Regions from separate parts of the Mus musculus genome. Here regions 2 and 3 are each linked to region 1. A link is a contact called in public HiChIP or PLAC-seq data. All regions are on one chromosome and are shown on one strand. Each heading gives the region's core, a stretch centred on a gene start, on an enhancer-like site or on the middle of the called end of the contact. The rest is flanking DNA. Distances are from core to core; before and after follow the strand shown.

Evidence for each region. HiChIP or PLAC-seq counts read pairs in DNA pulled down with a chosen protein or histone mark.
Region 2: a contact with region 1 is called in an H3K4me3 HiChIP or PLAC-seq map of embryonic midbrain, with 6 times the contacts expected there. The contact joins the promoter of 4930543E12Rik here to the promoter of Mical2 in region 1. A contact is called at or near these places in 1 of 39 promoter capture datasets (embryonic stem cells), 2 of 115 datasets of contacts at active chromatin or transcription factors (embryonic midbrain and pancreatic cancer cells) and 1 of 9 other capture datasets (embryonic stem cells).
Region 3: an H3K4me3 HiChIP or PLAC-seq map of stem cell-derived neural progenitor cells shows a contact between it and region 1, with 3 times the contacts expected there. The contact joins the enhancer-like site here to the promoter of Mical2 in region 1. A contact is called at or near these places in 3 of 39 promoter capture datasets (embryonic stem cells, liver and stem cell-derived epiblast-like cells), 2 of 484 Hi-C or Micro-C datasets (cardiomyocytes and embryonic stem cells) and 4 of 115 datasets of contacts at active chromatin or transcription factors (astrocytes, forebrain, neural tube and 1 more).

What each region holds. Positions count from the first base shown.
Region 1 is chr7:112,223,904-112,227,336 of GRCm38.p6, forward strand. It overlaps Mical2 (microtubule associated monooxygenase, calponin and LIM domain containing 2), which reads left to right and starts at 1,933. Exons shown (of 26, transcript NM_001193305.1): 1 at 1,933-2,118.
Region 2 is chr7:113,140,299-113,143,731 of GRCm38.p6, forward strand. It overlaps 4930543E12Rik (RIKEN cDNA 4930543E12 gene), which reads right to left and starts at 1,717. Exons shown (of 6, transcript NR_045978.1): 1 at 1,521-1,717; 2 at 596-691.
Region 3 is chr7:112,882,203-112,885,635 of GRCm38.p6, forward strand. The region is part of intron 10 of Tead1 (TEA domain family member 1); the gene reads left to right. Among named protein-coding and RNA genes, the nearest start is that of Rassf10, 70 kb to the right of the region's middle. Within about 2 kb of position 1,744, at least 112 of the 459 cell types and tissues checked have an H3K27ac peak or open chromatin away from gene starts, as enhancers often do. A contact at or near this core is called in astrocytes, forebrain and stem cell-derived neural progenitor cells, where this site is marked.

The DNA.
Region 1 (3,433 bases), core at 683-3,182:
AGACCTATGGTACATGCACGTAATCTCCACATTTGGGAGGATGAGGCAGATAATTGTTGAGATTTGAGGTCATCGTGGAGTACACAGTGATGGAGACCAGCCTAGAGTACACCCTGAAATCTTGTCTGGAGAACTCTCTGTTCTGAGCAGTGCTATCATTGCTTAGTTGGCTCACAGTGCTCCTGAGCACGTCAGGCTTGTTTTGATCTGAAGACAGAATGTTGTGCTGTGTCAGACCATGAGGCTGACTAGAGAATAACGTGGACTATGCCTCCCCCACAGCCACCTATATTCAGTCACCTGGGCACCTGCTCCAGAGTGACAGCTGGTTAAATGAATGAATGCTTCTCCTCCATCTCTATCTCCACACTGCCTGGGCTCAGCCAAGTAGCTATGAGCCTTGCCCACTGAAGCCAAGCTGTGGACAGAGGTCATGCAATTTCCTAATTAAGTAATAACTTAAAAAGGCAGGGCCAGGTCATTCAGGTCGCCTTTCCCTGACAGCAGCCAGATGTGAGCTCTATAGTGTGCTCAGATCAATTGGCAGTTCTTCTAGAGATCTTACAAGTCCAGGGTTCTCGGAGGCCCAGGAATGGCTATAGAGGCCTCACTTCACGGTTGTGTATGTTGACTTGGAATCAGTTCCCCGTTTAAATACAGACACGTTAATATGCACACGGTCTTGGTAAATGACTCTGTATTACAGATCTCAGTTCCCCCATCTGTGAAAGGGGATGAGGATATTGAAAAGATCAATCTCTAGGTCTGGGTTTAAATGAGATGATGCATGGAAGGTGTTCATTGATTGGTGGTGACATGGTTAGAGTCCCACCAGAGTCAAGTACTGTCCCTCTTAGAGTCAGTGATGAGTTTTGCAGACTGAGTGGGGTTGAGTACCAGGTATAAAAACGCATCCACAGAAGTGGAGTGAATCCTAAGGACGCTGAGAGGCAAACTCTGAGAAACCCCAAGGCCTGGATGATGGAAACGCAAAGAGTATAGAAAAAGACGGGCCCCAGGTTTGGGGGTGGAGGAATTGCTGCCTGCACTTGCCTGGCCAAGGGGCATGCTCTCCAGAGGGTGGTACCCGGGGAATTCCAGCAGCCTGGAGTCATGGTACTGTTTGCCTTCGCCGCCCAAGCCTGCCTGCTTTCCTCCCGCTGGGTCAGCTCAGTTTCAAGAACATTTATGGACTCTGCATTGGGCCAAGCTGAATGATGGGCTGCGGGCCCCAGGGGTGAGTCAGTCCACTTGAATCCTATTTTCACTGCTGTCGCAGTGTCCGTATGAATTTCTCAGGACTTCGAGCCCGAACCATTCATTCAGAATTTTCGCTGAAACTGTGAGAGGCATGGTCATTCATGAAAGCGATCAGAAACAGGGGTTAGCCATTCGACAGCCAAGAAAGAGAAAGTGCGAGCGACCCAGTCAGTGCGATTGGTCTGTGTCACTACCCCATTTCCCACAGCTTTAGCCCAAGCAAGGCCAGTTCAAGAGAAGACCCAAGCAAGGAAGATTGCATGCAGAAAAGCAAGAAATGAGGGCCCAAGAAGGCCAGGCAGTCCTAGAAGTCCTTTGCTGTTCCCTCCAGTCCAGAAGGGACAGTGAGGCTGTCTTTCCAGCTGCCTAGGCAAAGCTTCGGGAGGCCCAGCTTTCCCCTCTCCCTGGACACCAGAACACCAAGGCCGGGTGTTCGTCTCATAGCAGCCCAGGGCTGGGTCTTCGACCTGTGGCCAGGGTGGGAGCGGCTAGGGCAGGGCTTCAGCCCACGTGCGTCCGAAGCTGCAATGGTGACAGCAACCCCCAGCCTGGTACTAACTGGGAGGGCGCTGGGGTGGGTTCCGCGCTGCATGACCATTGGTCGCGCGTCTCAAGCATGGGGTGGAGCCTCGCCTTCGGAGGCCCTGTCATTGGCCGAACCTCGATGGAGGCGTGTCCCAATCGGATCCTCCGCGGCTCACAGAACCGCAGGCACCCGGCCGGCTCAGCCTGCGCCGGGCCGCCTCGCTAGCTCCGGGCTCGGCAGGCGGCCCGCTGGGTCCCGGATTTCTGCGCCCTCAGACAGAGGACAAGAAAGGCAGGTGTTGACCTGAGGCCTGGAGGCCCGCGAGACCTTGGGTAAGACGGAGTGGGAGAAGGCTCCGGGGTGTGCGGGAGCGGGTGGGGACTGTGCCAGTCCCGGCTGGACTCCGCGCCCTACTGGACGCCCCGGAGGGTCAGGTGCGGCAGTTCCGTCCGGGATCTCAGACCCACCTGCGGGGTGCGCCGTGGGCTCTTCACCAATCAAAACTGTCATTCTAACCTCAGAAAACCCAACACACGCGCATAGTAGGCGCCCTTCAGCAGCAGGGTCGCCTGTCATCGTTCAGGGGAACGTCCCCAAACTTTGCTCTGTGCGATCTAGGCTCCCGTACCTTTCCCATCCTCTAACAGAGCGCCTTGCTTATTTTTATTTTATTATTATATTTTTCTGCTTCCTTTCTTCTCCTCCCTCCTTGATAACAGGAAGTTGGGCCAAATGTCAGTGGCCTGGCCAGCGGCGGGCTGGAACTCGGGCTGGTTGCTTGGCCGGTGGCGACGCTCCGAGGGTCCTGCGCTGCTGTTCCCTCTAGCTTGGGACCCCTGACAGCCTGTGCTTGTCCCTGCCCAGGAGCATCCTACCCTCGTGTCCTGCTCTGTCAGTGGCTAGCTGGCCCTGGGCTGGGGTCTCCCTTGCAGCCTCTGCCTGCTGCAGCTGTTCGGAGAGGGCGGGGTTAATTTATCCCAGGCCAGCCTCAGTCTTAGCCTCACCCTCACCGGCGGAGCTGGGAAGGGCCTGTACTGGACCGGGAAGAGGCGTGTTGAAACCAGAGTACTCTCCTGTCTCCTTCCACATTGTTTATTCTGGGCCTGGGTTTCTAAAGCGGAAAGAGCTCTCGTTTGCAAGGCCTTTCGCTGTCCACTATGTCTTAGGTGGTTTAGTGGGAGGATAAAGTCAGTAGCCCTTATGGATAGACCCGGAGAGAAGAAAGCTGGAGGTCAATTGGCCTTCCGCATTTGCCTCCTGAGTTCTCAGGTACCTGTGTCCTCTGCGTGCCAGCAATCTCCGCGAGGGGTGGGGGTGGGGGCAGTGGACCTAAAGCGTGGGACACCAGGATAGCCCCTGTTCATGTCCCAGGGGTTTCAAAGGTGATCAGTGCTGCCTTCTTCAGGCACAAGGAAGAGGGCACAGGTTGGATCCCAGTAGTTTCTCCCCCAAAAGCTTGTGTTGTGTCCTCTCTGTTTTAGGGATCCGGAAAGCAGTCCTGACTCTGTGCCTGCTTCCCACCAGTTGTCCTGTGGCAGTGGGAAGGAGCTCTGGGCGCATGTGTCTGGAGCCCCTGGCCTTTGAGAGATTCTGGGGACCGCAAAGCACAAGGTGCTTGGCCGGACCGCAGGAAGCCGGGATGCGCTG
Region 2 (3,433 bases), core at 467-2,966, 920 kb after region 1:
AGACAAAAACACAAGGAGGGTTTGGATTCTCTCAACTTGGCGGTTGACTGACAGAGTGCTAAAGATGTTTGGAGCTTCATCTCTGCAAGAGCCTCCAAAAAAGAACAGGCAGGCGAGTCACCGAGCGAGTCGTTCATCTTGGCTCCACTCATGGCTCTCTCAGGCCTTAGCACCACTTCTCACTCAACAGACACAGCACCTCCATCATTCCTGGAAGGCGTGGAGACTGAAGACCAAGAAAAAGCACAAACCAATAAAAGCTGACGTGGAGCTTAGGTCTGTCTAAGCCAGAAGGGTGCTGTAGCAATGTTACCCTGTTTGTTCTGGGTTCAATAGAAGACAGGCCCACCAAAATTGGGTGCTGATCTTTTGTATACATGTGATCTATGCACGTGTTCCTGTGATGTTCCTATGGGGTATATACTGTGTGTTCAGTTGCATGTACACCTGTGTTTACATTCTTGGGGAGGTCAGAGGTCAATGACAAATATCTTTAATTGTTCTCCACTTGATTGATCATCAGTGCTTTGGAGGTTTAACATATGTTTTTTTTTTAAAGAGTTTTTTTATGTCTATGAGTGTTTTGCTTGCATACCTGATGCCCTGGGAGAAGAGACGAGGGAGTCAGATCCTTGGAGTTAGAGCTGCAGTTCTGGATGGATGTAGGTACTAGAAATTGAACCCAGGTTCTCTGCAAGATAAGGAAGAATTCTTATCTTCAAAGCCATCTCTCCAGCCCCACCATTTTGGGTCTTGAAGACAGGGTCTCATAGAACCCAGACTGATCCTGCTGTTTCTGTCTCCCACAGGTTGGCTTATAGGCACTAACCACCACACCTAGATTTCCATCTTCTTTTTTTAAAACAGTCTTCTATTGAATTTGACACTCACAGATCCAGCTAGATTGGCTGGCCAATTAACTCTGAAATTGACTGATTCCACCCTTAACCCCCCAGTGCTGGGATTGTAGATATGTACCACACGCAGCTTTGAGATGGATTCTGGGATCTGAATCCAGGTTCTCTTGCATGTGTGTCACACTCTCCTCACTGAGCCACCTCCCAGCCTTGAACACCCATCCTTGACAAGACAAGATGTGGGCAAGGACAGCATCCCTGGGAAAACACGGTATTCTCCTTTCTGGTTTGTGGCTGTGACAAAACACTGACTAAAAGCAACGTAGGGAGGGGAAAGGGATTATTTGGCTTATGGGTCACAGTTCATCACTGAGGGAAGTCAGGGCAGGAACTCAAGGTAGGAACCTGGAGGCAGGAGGTAAAGCAAAGAAGACAGAGAAACGCTGCCTACTGGTTTCCCTGCGTCTTTCTCTGTTTCCTTTCTTACACAACCTAGGACCATTTGCCAAGAGGTGGTACTGCCCACAGTGGGCTGGGCCCTCCCACATCAATAGTTAATCATGAAAATACCCACAGACATGTCAATGTGATAGAGGCAATCCCTCAACTGAAGTTCCCTCTTCTCAGGTGATGCTAGTGCGTGTCAAGGTGACAAAAACTCACCAGCACACACAGTTTTCAGTGATGGTTATGACGAGCACCTGCCCCAGCCACCAACCTGCTCTTTCCCGTGTCCCTCTTTGCACCTTGACTGCAGTGCCAGGAGCTTTTTCTCCTGTCCACCCCCACACAAGGACATAAAAGCCCCTTTCTCCTAGCTTGCCGCTTAATTACAACTTACTGCTCCTTGTCCCAGCACTGCCATGGCAACAAGTAGCATTGGTACAAGAGTCAAAAGCAAGAAAGGTTGCCTGGCAACAGAGTAGTAGGATGAATTCAGCGATCCCAGAGGCCCAAGTTCTAGCTTGGGTTCTGACTACCTGGGACACAGCAGATAAAAACCGAGCTCCCCTGCACTTTGATTAGCCTTGGGGATTGTATTGTTATTTGTGAAACAAAGGTAGGAACAACGTTGGTCTCAGAGGACTGCTGTAAAGAGCAGCTCATTCCACTTATTCTGGGTCGCTGTTGTTGGGAGAGAAAAATCGCACGTGTGGACTAAGCACAAAGCAAACCAATGTCAAAGACAGACCAAGGTCAAAGGCAGATTACTTTCTGAAGACTGAGCTGCAGGAGTGTCAGTCACTTTGGTGCCATCTCTTTGTTATGGTCTCCTTCCTGTAGCCTCTTTGATAGTGTCTCCTGGGAGGATCATCAAATGTGTCAGTTATAATTCAAATGTAGATGCTGTTCGGCCAATCAACTTTATCTCTAGGAATCTTTGATATGGAAATACATGAAAATGTTTTCAAGCTGAAAACTGAATATGAACCCAAGAGGCCATTGAAGAGGGGACAACAGCACATCAAGCAGTGGGACCAATGGGATGCTGTGCAGTTTGAGAGGAGTCATTTGTCCAGTGATTGCTATTCTTGTTTTGTTTTGTTTTTTGTTTTGTTTTGTTTTTTGAGACAAGTCCCCATGTAGCCGGAGCTGGCTTCAGGTTTGCTAGGTAGCCGTATGACCTTAAACTTCTGATCTTCCTGCTTCCACCTCCTGAGGGCTGGGAGTCTAAGCATGTATCACCAACCTCAGTTTAATGCTGTGCCGAGGATAGAACCCAGGTCCTGCACATCCTATACCAACTGTGTCACATCCTCAGCACTTAGGAATTGGGGCCACTGAATATTACCTGCTACTGATTGTTCCCTGTAGTCCCTCAAGGCCCTGTGAAGAGGTCATGCCATTTGTAACAGCAAGATACTAGAAAACAAAATGGCCAGCATTTGAAATTAAAGTAACACTCTGTAGGGTTAAAAAGGTAGCTCTTCATTCAACAACAGACAAGGGGGTCTCTAAAATAAGATGTGTAGCAAATGAAGGCAAATGGCAGACAGACACACCCTTTCCAAAGATGTACCTACAAACACATCTCAAAATGCCTGGGAGGACTTGTCTCAGAGTATAAACAGTCACTTCTTGTTGCTTCCAGAAGAGGTGATAAATGCTTAAATATCCTCAAATGTTGTGTATTCCATTCCACCCACCTGAAAAGCCAGCCAGGGCCAGATAAACACCATTACCTCGCTAGCATACAGCAGTGGGCCTCACGATACTCTCCAAGTCCTTGTTGTCTCTATCACAATGTTGACACTTTAATCAGTTGCTTATGTGTTTCACACTCAGCCTCCCAAGTAGACTAAGAGCTCTGGGGTTGCAGAATCATCTTTTTATTGCTTACTCCAGGGTCTCCCCAGCCTCCCTAGGACATTCATTAAAATGAGAGGTTGAAACCTTGATGGAACAAGCCGAAGTCACCCTAGCTGCCGTGGGTTCATATCCACTCGTGTTGGGCAAGCATGCTCTAAGGGAGAGTTGGTTAGAGAAGAAGCTGGGTGGAAACTGCCCAAACAAGTCGGGATGTTGGCATGACGTTCACAATCTGGGCAGCAGGTGGCGCACATGACCTAAATTTC
Region 3 (3,433 bases), core at 494-2,993, 660 kb after region 1:
TTGCCTAGAGCACGCTGGGAGAATCCCTCTGCCAGCTGCTGGCCAGTCCTCAACTGCGTTCTCTCCTGGATCATTGGGCTGTGTTTGCTAGCAAAACTGAGGACAGGGTGCAGCCATTCCTGTGTGTGTTTAAACATTATCACTGTCTTAGGAGAGCTGCCACTGAACAGAGGGACAGACAGGGACAGACAGAGGGGCAATGTCCTTCCCACACTTGTTTTGTTTTTTGTTCTTGTTTGTAGTTCCATTAAAACCGAGTTGACACCCTTAGTCACAAAGGAACCCTCTAGTCTGTTGGATGCTCAATCAAGATCCATTATCACCACTCTGTCTCACATTTAAAAGTAGGGGGCTAGAGAGAAGGCGGCTTGGAGCGTAGCAGTTGAAAGCATGAACTGCTTCTCCAGAGAACCAGAGTTCAGATCCCAACACCCAGTCGGTGACTCAGCACCACCCGTAGCTCCAGCTCCCACAGATCAAACACCCCTGGCTTCCCTGTACACCTGCACTCATGTACGCAGTCGTGCATGCACACAGTCAGGAAAAGAATAAAAATTATAATCTTTTGAAAGTAATACAAGTTAGTTACAAGTAATTCAAGAAGATAAAAGAATACGATATAAAATGTGAGACAGACTCTAGGCCCAGTTACCTGTCAACCCAGTCTGAGGGTTGTACATGGATGGATACAGTATTTGTATACAATTAGGACATTTTCTTACAGCAGTCAGCATTTGAGGATATGTCTTAGTTTTTGTTCTTTTTAGTAAAGATGACTCATTAGCATTAGTAGAATTATTGGGGGAGTAACTAACACTGAGGCCTTCCCATTTAAATTTAAATCCCAGAGCTAGTGTCTATGAGATCACTGGAACGCTTGTGTACCAAAGTACTGGTGATGTGTATCTGCCATGCAGGTTTCACTGGGTAACCTATAGCTTATTCACGTACAGCTGTTATTTCACTGTGTGTGATTGGTTGCCTGGTGGTTGTTGCTTATTTAAGAGGGACATTTCATGGATGGAATGTCCCTCTTAAATAAGCAACAACCTGGGAAAGTGGCAGCATTCTTTGTACACTGATGAACTAGGTAAGGTCAGGCCACCTCCGCTGGACGCCCAGGACTTCATTACCTGGCTCAGTTGGAAAGCAAGCAGTCTGAACAGAGACTTAGTTGGTAGGGCTAAGACCTTGAGTCTATGACAGTTCCAGCCTGAAGCCTACAGTGGGTCCTTACCTGGAGTTGTGTGGGTAATATTAATTGCATTTTTGTAAATGAATACTTGCATTGGTGGGAAATTTGCAATGCAAACAGACAGCCTTTTCAGACGAGGCTTATTGTAATTAGAGCAAGCTTTTAAGATTCTTTGAAGTACTGAATGTTTATGAAATTCAAATGGGGGTGTGCAGTCTGCACAATAAAGGGTCCCGGTGGTGTTTTTAAAAATCGTCTATTTTGTGGATGTAAATATATGCCATAATTAGTGGGAAGTAAGTTGAAGAGCTAGGCTGGCTGAGTTTATTCCTGTTATTCTTATTTAAAACAGCTGTGGCCTCTGCTTCAGTGGTGTTGTGTCAGGGCACACAGACTCCAGTGAATGGCTGCACTCAGGGGCCCACTTCCCTGCTGGCAGCCCCTTCCTTCCCTGTCCCCATAGGCAGGCTGTCTAACTGGAGCGGTGTCCAGCACAACGCAGGCCTCCCCTGCCCAGACCCCTGAATCCTGTGGGGTGGGCATGCAAATGAAGCAGTGTGGGAGGGCTCTGGGGCTGCCAGCTCTCTCCAAACCTACCCCCTCGCTCCCTAGTTAAGCTCAGTCTCTCAGGGCCCCTTTGCCCTGTGCAGAGCAATTGTCCTTTGGCGCCTGTGGGAGCAGCTGCAAAGCCCGCAAGGCGTGCCCTGCCTGGCCTAGCCTCACCATGTGGCAGGCCTGGACAGCCGCCCACAGCAAGGCCCAGCTCCTGGTGCCGCCTGCCAAGCAGCCAGATGCTGCCATTGGGAAAAAATTGCTTCACAATTTGAAATCTTGGTCCTTTGATCATGGCTCAGAGAGGATGCAGAGGGGAGATTCAAAGTGGTGGTTTGAAAACGGCCCATCCATCAGTTCCCATTACACTGGCTCTTGTCAAGGACAGTCCTGGATGGTTTTCATTTCTATAACCTCATAATTCCTGCCCAGCCCTCTGCACACTCAAAAATGAAGGGAGATAAGTTGGAAGGGTATGTCCACAGGCTGCCCCTGCCCCTTTATGTCTTTACCTTAGGGGTTCTCTCCTTACTCACCCAGCAAGCTTTGCCTTGTTAGCCTGTGACACCGCCAAGTGTCCTTTCTATGTGGGCTGTCAGCTCCCTTGTAGCCAGTTCTCCAGAGGCCACAGGGTTTGCAGGGACAGTTTCTCTGTCCTTGGCCCTTTGCCCTGTCCCCTCTTCAGGGTCTGGATCCCACACACCTAGACCAGGCTTCATTTTAAAGATTTTTTTTTTCTCCCTACCCAAGACAGGGTTTCTCAGTGTAACAGTCTGACTGTCCTGGAACTCTCTTTGTAAACCAGGCTGGCCTTGAACTCACAGAGATCCACTTGCCTCTGCCTCCCAGGAGCTGGGATTAAAGGCATGGACTACCACACTGGACTGATAATTGCATTTTTCATGTTTGCCCCAAAGCACAGGTCTCCCCCCCAACCCCTAATCCATGAAATTGAACAGTGAACCATAGCTTTGAATAAATAGGTATATTGAATAAGAGGACAATGAGGAGAAGCCATGCCTTAAGTGTCTCATGTAGCAAAGGCTGGCTTTGAACTCCTGATCCTCTTGCTTTTGCATCCCATGTGTAGATTATAGGCATGTGCCAACATTCCTGGTTTATGAAGGCAAAAGACTAAACCTAAATCCTCATGCATAGTAGTCGAGCACTCTCCCGACTGGGTTACATCCCCAGCCCCAGCGGTATATTTTTGTTGGTATATTTTTGTTTGTTTGACCTGCCTTTGACACCTGCCTCTGCCCCTACCCTGCTTTCCAGAACTTGCCTACAAACAGATCTTGGAGCCTTTAATCCACTCAGCGTGTTAGTAACTTCTTTTTTGTTGGTTTCTGGAGGAAATTCCATAATGTGTCTCTGCTCATGACTTGTGGAGAGTGGTGGGTTTGTATCTGTCTGAGTAGTTACACCTTATATGCCAGATGTGTCATGGAACTCACAAACCAGGGAAGCATCCTGCTTTGTTTACCTGGGAAAAAGCCAGCCTGCTATTTGCACCCATGTGGACTGAATTGATGGCCATCATCATGTTTATTGATTGTACTGGGGAAGGTGTCTGTAGATAGGACTTGAGGCTCTGTCCTGGTCAGTGTTTTGGTTGTGGAGTTAAAAGAAGTAGTGGCCGGTGCTTCATCAATACAGCAGCTTGCAGCTTGCAGCTTGCATGTG